Regions from separate parts of the Mus musculus genome. Here region 1 is linked to region 2. Evidence: chromatin contacts called from public Hi-C data. All regions are on one chromosome and are shown on one strand. Each heading gives the region's core, a stretch centred on a gene start, on an enhancer-like site or on the middle of the called end of the contact. The rest is flanking DNA. Distances are from core to core; before and after follow the strand shown. Region 1 overlaps Kirrel3 (kirre like nephrin family adhesion molecule 3). Region 2 overlaps Kirrel3 (kirre like nephrin family adhesion molecule 3).

Region 1 (3,438 bases), core at 711-3,210, 380 kb before region 2:
TGTCTAAAGTGATGACCATGGTATCTGGCACAGACTGAATGATGACTAAGAATTGTGGTGGCAGTGATTGGCACACAGTCAACCAATGTTAGCTGAGTGTATAAGCGAACCATGCCACCTCCCACTTATGTGCATTACAAAACCCTCTTTCAAACAGCTGAGCTTGGACTTGGCCTTCACACTGCTCAGGGTTGTATAGTGTGGACATGGACACACAGCATGGTTAATGACATGCCCAAGGCTACCCAGCTGGTATGTAGCTGGGGAGCTGGTACTCCTACATTCCAGGGCAGAGTGCCCTCTATCAAGGTCCTCTCATAACAGCTCTTGGCTTGACCTGGGAGGCTGACTTCAGCCATACTGACCCCCTGCCTTGTACAGAGTGCAGATTGCCACTCTCCAGCACAACAAGGGGGTCATCCCAACGGCTTCCTTTTAGTATTGCATTTGCTCTTTGCTTATGAAATAGTCCAGCTTTCTTCCTTGGTGACATGTGTTCATAAGGCCCCTACCTCATGAATAAAGATGAAGAATACTCGTCATTGTGGTTTCTCCCACAGGCTATCCCTCTCCCAGTACTCCTGATCTCTGCATAAATGGGATTGAATTGGAGTATCCATTTGGAACAGTAAGTACTAAGAAACTTTTTTTTCCTGCATAGCCATTACATATATGTTATCTTTACAACAAGTACATGCAACATTTGTTTTAAAGGGTTGGTTGTTAAAAATAAAAATATTTTTTCTTTGTTTTATCCCTAATTAAATAGTACTTGAGGAAGTGTTTGCTTCATGCAAATAACACACCATTTTATTTACGGTTTTATTCTGTTCACCCATGTTACTTTTCTGGTCCTCACAGGCAGCTATGACTTTTTTTCTTGTATGACAATGTTCACTCAAATTATTTTTGTTGCTACTTCGTAAATGTAATTTTGCTATTGTTATGAATCATAATGTGAGTGTCTGATACACAGTTATCTGGTATGTGATCCCCCCGAAAGGGTCACAACCCACAGGTTGAGAACAGTCGTTCTAGAAGACAAAGGCTCAATTCCCAGCACTCACATGGAGGCTGTCCAGTGCCTTTCCATCTGTAACTCCAGTTTCAGGGGGAGCTGATGACCTCTTTTGGCTGCTGCAGGGGACAGCTTCTGATCCCCAGTTCCAGTGATCCCTTCTGTTGGAAGATTTCTCTTAGGCAGTATTCATGCCAATCAGGAGGTGCTGGGGCCAGCAGGAGTGCTGGAAGCAAACACTCCCACCCCTTGTGTATGAGCCCTAAGCATCTTCCAGCCAATTTACCTTAAGAGATGGTATGTAAATGTCCCACTCCTGGGGTCTCCTGACTTTGATTCATTATTCTACAACATGTCTCAGAGTTCCTATGAATCTCGGCTCTAGCTGTCCGCAGTGATAACAGGCTGGTGATACCCCGTGTTGGTTCCATTCTTCCATGTCAATTTTTTAAATGTCACTCTGGTACCCTCTTTTCCTGCAGATAAATGATCACATTTAAATGTGCCTCTGGGGTAACCGGGCAAAGTGAGAATATTCTCCCATGTCTCCCACAGCTCTGAGTACACAGTCAGCACCTGATAAATCCTCAAAGCAAACATAAATGAACTTTCAGAACAGTCCCAAGTGCAGCTCTCAGCACAGTGAGAGTAGGCTAGCCAGAGTGGCAGATGAATGGGTGTTGGATGGGAAGCTCGCCTCTTTCTGGGCCCGAGAGCACCCACAACCACATCCTCACCTCTGCACCCATAGCACATGATTCTGGGCCACACTTTGCCAGGTGCAGAGGAACTGTGGCCTAGCATCCTTCCTCAGCAAGAGAGGAGTGGCTTGTGCTCTATTTTGAGATCCTTTCGTGAATAGCAGTTGAGATGTGTTACTCTTTACTGCTAAGAATGGTGGTTATTCCTAGTTCATTTGACTCAGAGGTGGGGAACTGTTACATTGCTCTATTTATCCCACACTCGGTATGCAGTTACTGAAACTGTCACCATGTCCTATATTCCATAGGCTATTATGTGTATTTCAAACCATTATATAAATGGACCTGATTTGGTACTTCTGAATGTCTTAAACTCCTCCCATACCAGTAACAACACCGTTTCCATAGAAACAAATATATTTCAGCAAGAAAGGCACAAGGAAGAAGCAGATGGAGCAGAGGAGAAAAACAGTATCCCATTGCTGCTTTCAGAGTGCTGGACCTGCTACTGTGCAATGACCATCCTGAGAAAGTGCTATGAGTGCCTTCAGGTTTTTACTGACTTCCCCTCGGTAAAGTCCTGGGTAATTCATCTCTGCCCCCAAACATGCTCATTCCGCTACACAGCTCTGAGAACTTTATGGCACCACAAGTCATTAGGCACTTCGTTCATTTCCACTCTTCTGTGCCTTCTCCAGACTCTGGGGGAGGGGCCTGGAGTGAGGGTCTCAGCATTTAGTGAGTTCAGTGATTGGAGCTTTGAGACTAGATGTGGGCAGAGAGGCAGAGAGGCAGAGAGGCAGAGAGGCAAAGAGGCAGAGAGGCAGAGAGGCAGAGAGGCAGAGAGGCAGAGAGGCAGAGAGGGGAGAGGAAGTCTCCTCAAGACACAGCATAGGGGGAGACCCCAATATCTTCTCAATAACTGTTGCTTCCCAGGTCACTTGACCCCTCATTAGTACAGTTGGAATGCTAGAATGAAGAGTCTTGGAGCTAAAGGAGTATAATAGTGTATATGTGTGTGTGTCTGTCTGTCTATCTATCTATCTATCTATCTATCTATCTATCTATCTATCTATCTCACCTCTTTATGAGAGTCTGTTGGAAGAGATGGAAGAGCCAGGCCCTCACAGCCATGGCAAGGGTTCAAGCATTGGTTGCAATGGCCTCTTTCAGGAAAGCAGCCAAGTGTTAAGCTCTCCAAGAAGCTACCCTGGATACACCTCACATGGCTTTCATCCTGAGAGGTGTCTCCTTCTCTGTGGCCACAGTTGATTATTCATACCTGGGACAGGCAGCTGTGACACCGCTCTACCATATTATGTGCTTGATAGCCTTGGGAGCAGGGACCGCCTTCACATGCCACAGGGCTGGCACTGTGCCTTGCACTGAGAGCCACTGGGTGAAGGCGGTCAGTCCTAAGTGCCCAGCTCTACTGCCCGCAAAGTTCTTTCCATTCAGTGAAACTTGGTAAGGATGTTTAACCATCAAAAGATGGTATGGATGACATCCCAGCTTATTAGACTGTGGCTCATGACACCACTGGGGGTGGTTGTAAGAGGGCTATATGCGGTGATAGAAAATTTGGCATCAGTGAAAGATTTCTGAGCATGCAGTGACCCAAACACTGAACTTGAAATCAAACATGCAGTGAATGAGGTGTTTCTGGCAGTACTCACTTGTGTCACATATCTGTCATACCAATGTCACATCTGTTGGAGG
Region 2 (3,627 bases), core at 486-2,985:
CTGAGGCGTGAGGCTAGCACAGACAGTGAACCAGCCCTCATATATCATTGGTCCAAAGCTCTGAGATGCTATTTGATCAAACATGGTCCAGGGTCCCTTGAGAGTCAGCCCAGATATCCCAAGTGTTGCTTGGTTGTCCCCAAACTCCAACACAGCTCATTATTTCATAAGAGGTGTTAAGTATGAATTGTTCATTAAAACACATATTATTGGATGCTTAACTACCGTGTAATTGATTTTCTATCCACTTCCTAGTGGTTAAACCTCAATAAATGCTTTTTGTAATCAACTTAAAGTACAATACCTACCACGCTTGATATCTTTTTCCTATGATTTAATAAGAAACCAATTCTATATTATTGAAATTGGGCTTGATAGTAAAAAAAAATGGTCAAGTTTCAAGATCAGAACAAAGTAAAAGCTCTCTTGCTGTATGAACCCATCCTCCTTTATGGAGGGAGATTAGTGCAACTGAGAAGAGTTCTCAGTCCTGTCCCAGGCACAGAGAGGGTCCAGGAAAGTTGAGCACTAGTCCGAAAGTTAGAAAAAAAGTAGAATGCTGTAGCGATCCTGGCTCACCATACAGCACTCTAAATAATGGGCTATCCCTACTCTAGGACTGAGAGAAGAAGATAGCTCTGAAGGACTTAGGTTTCCCAAGACATGGGAAACAACTACGCAGGAAAATGCATTTGCTAGAAAGACACTTATGACAAACCAGCGAGATTCAGTTTCCTCCCTCCAGGCTTTCTTTGTGCTTCTCCCCAAAGTCCCCAAAACTCCCACCTGCTCTGAAAGGTGACTGGCCTGGGCCAACATGTTAGTTTAACAGCACCGAGGGAGAAAAAAAGAAAAAAAGAATTCAGGAGCCTTCCTGGAAGAGGTGTCAGAAGGGAGGCACCTCCAGCTGCTTATCAAAATCTCGAAGTGCTCACTCCTGAGTGCACCTAGCACACATGTACATGCTCCACCAAGCAGCCAGGACTGAGTCAAGGATCAATGAAAATAATACATGGAAGATTTTCAGGAATGTGCCTGGCACACAGCAAGGGCTAAAATTGTTAGCTATTCTTTGCTCTCTATATTGATATTTAGCATTCACAAACAGGTTTCCAAACAGGATCCTCTACTAGTGCACACACAGAGAAATGAATACCCTAAATTTATCCATCCATACTCATTCATTCATTTATTCCTTTAAACAAGTTCCTAGAGATGGATCAGTTGGCCCCATAGTTATTTTTGGTTAGCTCTAGATACATAGTTCAGTGTTTCCACCAGCATGATGAGTTATCTGGGCACCATGAATTATAATTCTTTGTGGGGTGGTGAGTTTTCTGAAGAGGAAGCTAGAAAGAATCAGCAGAATGACCCTTTACTGGAACTGCTGTCAAGGGGATAATGTTCCTTGTAGCTCTTAAATGTTGATATTCTGATTCTTCTGGAACACTGAAATGGTGATGTGCTTCTCATGGAGTGACAGATAAGTGCAAGTCAGGCTGGGAGCACCCCATGGTGCTTAGGTTCTCCCTGGGCTCCAGCTAGCAGATATCAAAGGCTGAGCATCTCTCCATTCAACCTCTGACAAAAGAGAGAGATTGCTGTACCAGAGTGCTGTTGTCAGGCAAATAGGGATCCTCTTCTCAAAGGGCATTTTCTTCTGCATGGTGAGTGGGACGCCTGCTATATCTAGGACACATTCCAAAAATAAAATTCGGTGGCCACCAAGTGACTCAACGTAGCACCCTTCATTCTCCAAGAGAGGAAGGTTGCTAAGAATGGCAGGAACCACCCACAGATGGTCTGGGTACCAGTTGCATCAACAGATGCATACACAACACAGCCCTTTCCTTTAGAGCAACCAGCCAAGCTCACATCGAGTTCTCCACTGTGTACATTCAAAGCAAAATAAAGAATCCAAGAAAATCTGCATGCCAGTGTGTTTGGAGTCCAAGATAGATCAGGCAACGGGCCCAAGAGAAATGTAAGGCATCTGGCCACAACTCTCAACCTGAGCATTGAATTATGTCTCAGCTTTAAAACATCAAAGGGTGTCTGATGTCCATAAGGACCACACTGCTCTGATCTCCATTGTTTACATTGTTTGGTGGCCAAGGCCTTTTGGAATCTGAGTTTAGTCACCCAATTTCATGACTCATAAATGGTCCAGCTCAGGCAAGCCTTGCTTCCCCACTATGATCTTCTCACCACTCATTCTTGTTTCTGCTTTCAGGCCCTTACTCACTCACGCTTGGCATATTTTAAGACATTTTCATGTTCCTCCTACACATAGAAGATACAGCCTTCTGTGAGGCACAGCTGGGGACACTTTGGCCAACCAGTCTTGCTCCGTGCCACTATGCCACACACTCTCTCTCTCTCTGTCTTCCCCCCTCAGTCCCTCTTTCTTCCCTTTCTTCCCTCCCTCCTCCCCTCCCTTCTCTCTTATTCCCTCCATTCTTTCCTCCCCCCTCCCTTTTTCTTCTTCCTTAACATCTTACCTCACAGAAGGTTGGTTGGTTGGGGAACTACATCTCTTTCTCTCCCTCTCTCTTCCCCATCTCAACTCACAGAATGAAGATTGGATGGGAAACCATGAGTCTTGTCTGCATTCTTATCTTAGAAATTCTAGCATGCTAGTATGTTCTATCAAATCTCATTTGTATTCAAAACTCAGACTTCTTTACCTAAAAGGTGACAAAAGAGAATGAAAGTCAGGCCTCCCTAGGAACAAAGATACACCGTCCAAAGGAGGGAAAATTGCCAATATTAGACCTGCTAGAGAAAAGATTCATGGTCCAGGAGGCCGGAGACTTTTCTCAAGTAGAGGAAAATTCAAAGATGCATACTTAGTTCAGAAATAAAGTTTCTTCGTGTTGGTAACACTGAGAAATATTCACAAATTTTGAATCAAATTAAATTGGTAAAGTTCTCTTAGTCCTGTATTAGTCAGTTTTCTAGCATTGTAACAAAATATCCATAATAAGCAACTCATGAAGAGGAAAGGTTTATATTGGTTCATGCTTTAGAAGTTCCATTCTCTGGTTGGGTGGATGCATTGCCTTTAAGCCTCTGAGGAGGGTGCTGGGTAGTATAGCAGGGACGAATGGCAGAGCAAAACTGCCTACCACATCCTCCAGAAATACAAACAGTGACTGGGGAAGGAGCTCTGAGGTACATAACCCCTGTCAAAGGTCTGCTTCCAATGACCCTTTCCTAAGACCTCCTGTTCAAAGATTCTATCACATGCCAATAGAACTACCTTGGAGACTGACCCTTTAACACGTGGCTATTTGAGGGACATTCAAGATCCAAATGTTAGCATCTCTCTGGGAGCAGCTAGCTGACTACCTACCACAGATATGAAACGCCATGGCAAGGATCATCATGGAGGAGAGGAATCATGCATACCCTTTGCTTTCAGTCAAAACAAAAGAGAGTGGATACTGAAAACAAAGATGGGCATATAGAGGGATGTGCTGGGTGTTCAGTCATGGATTTTCATATTTCTGAATTCCCTCTAATGAGAACATAAGCTGCAGAGGGGCCGAAAGCATGCTTTACATTTTCCAGTTTATTGCCTGTAGCATCTGGCTCACTGAAGGACACACAGTAGCCACAACACGA

Evidence for each region. Hi-C and Micro-C count contacts between places; a contact is called where the count stands out from the background.
Region 1: a contact with region 2 is called in a Hi-C map of cortical neurons, with 1.6 times the contacts expected there. The contact joins two enhancer-like sites. A contact is called at or near these places in 1 of 39 promoter capture datasets (neural stem cells) and 1 of 484 Hi-C or Micro-C datasets (cortical neurons).

The regions. Positions count from the first base shown.
Region 1 is chr9:34,918,828-34,922,265 of GRCm38.p6, reverse strand. All of the region lies in intron 2 of Kirrel3 (kirre like nephrin family adhesion molecule 3), which reads right to left. It overlaps Kirrel3os (a long non-coding RNA gene), which reads left to right. Exons shown (of 16, transcript XR_003948304.1): 16 at 561-3,438. Among named protein-coding and RNA genes, the nearest start is that of Gm45955, 50 kb to the right of the region's middle. Within about 2 kb of position 1,960, at least 12 of the 459 cell types and tissues checked have an H3K27ac peak or open chromatin away from gene starts, as enhancers often do. A contact at or near this core is called in cortical neurons, where this site is marked.
Region 2 is chr9:34,537,324-34,540,950 of GRCm38.p6, reverse strand. The region is part of intron 1 of Kirrel3 (kirre like nephrin family adhesion molecule 3); the gene reads right to left. Among named protein-coding and RNA genes, the nearest start is that of Kirrel3, 50 kb to the right of the region's middle. Within about 2 kb of position 1,735, at least 25 of the 459 cell types and tissues checked have an H3K27ac peak or open chromatin away from gene starts, as enhancers often do. A contact at or near this core is called in cortical neurons, where this site is marked.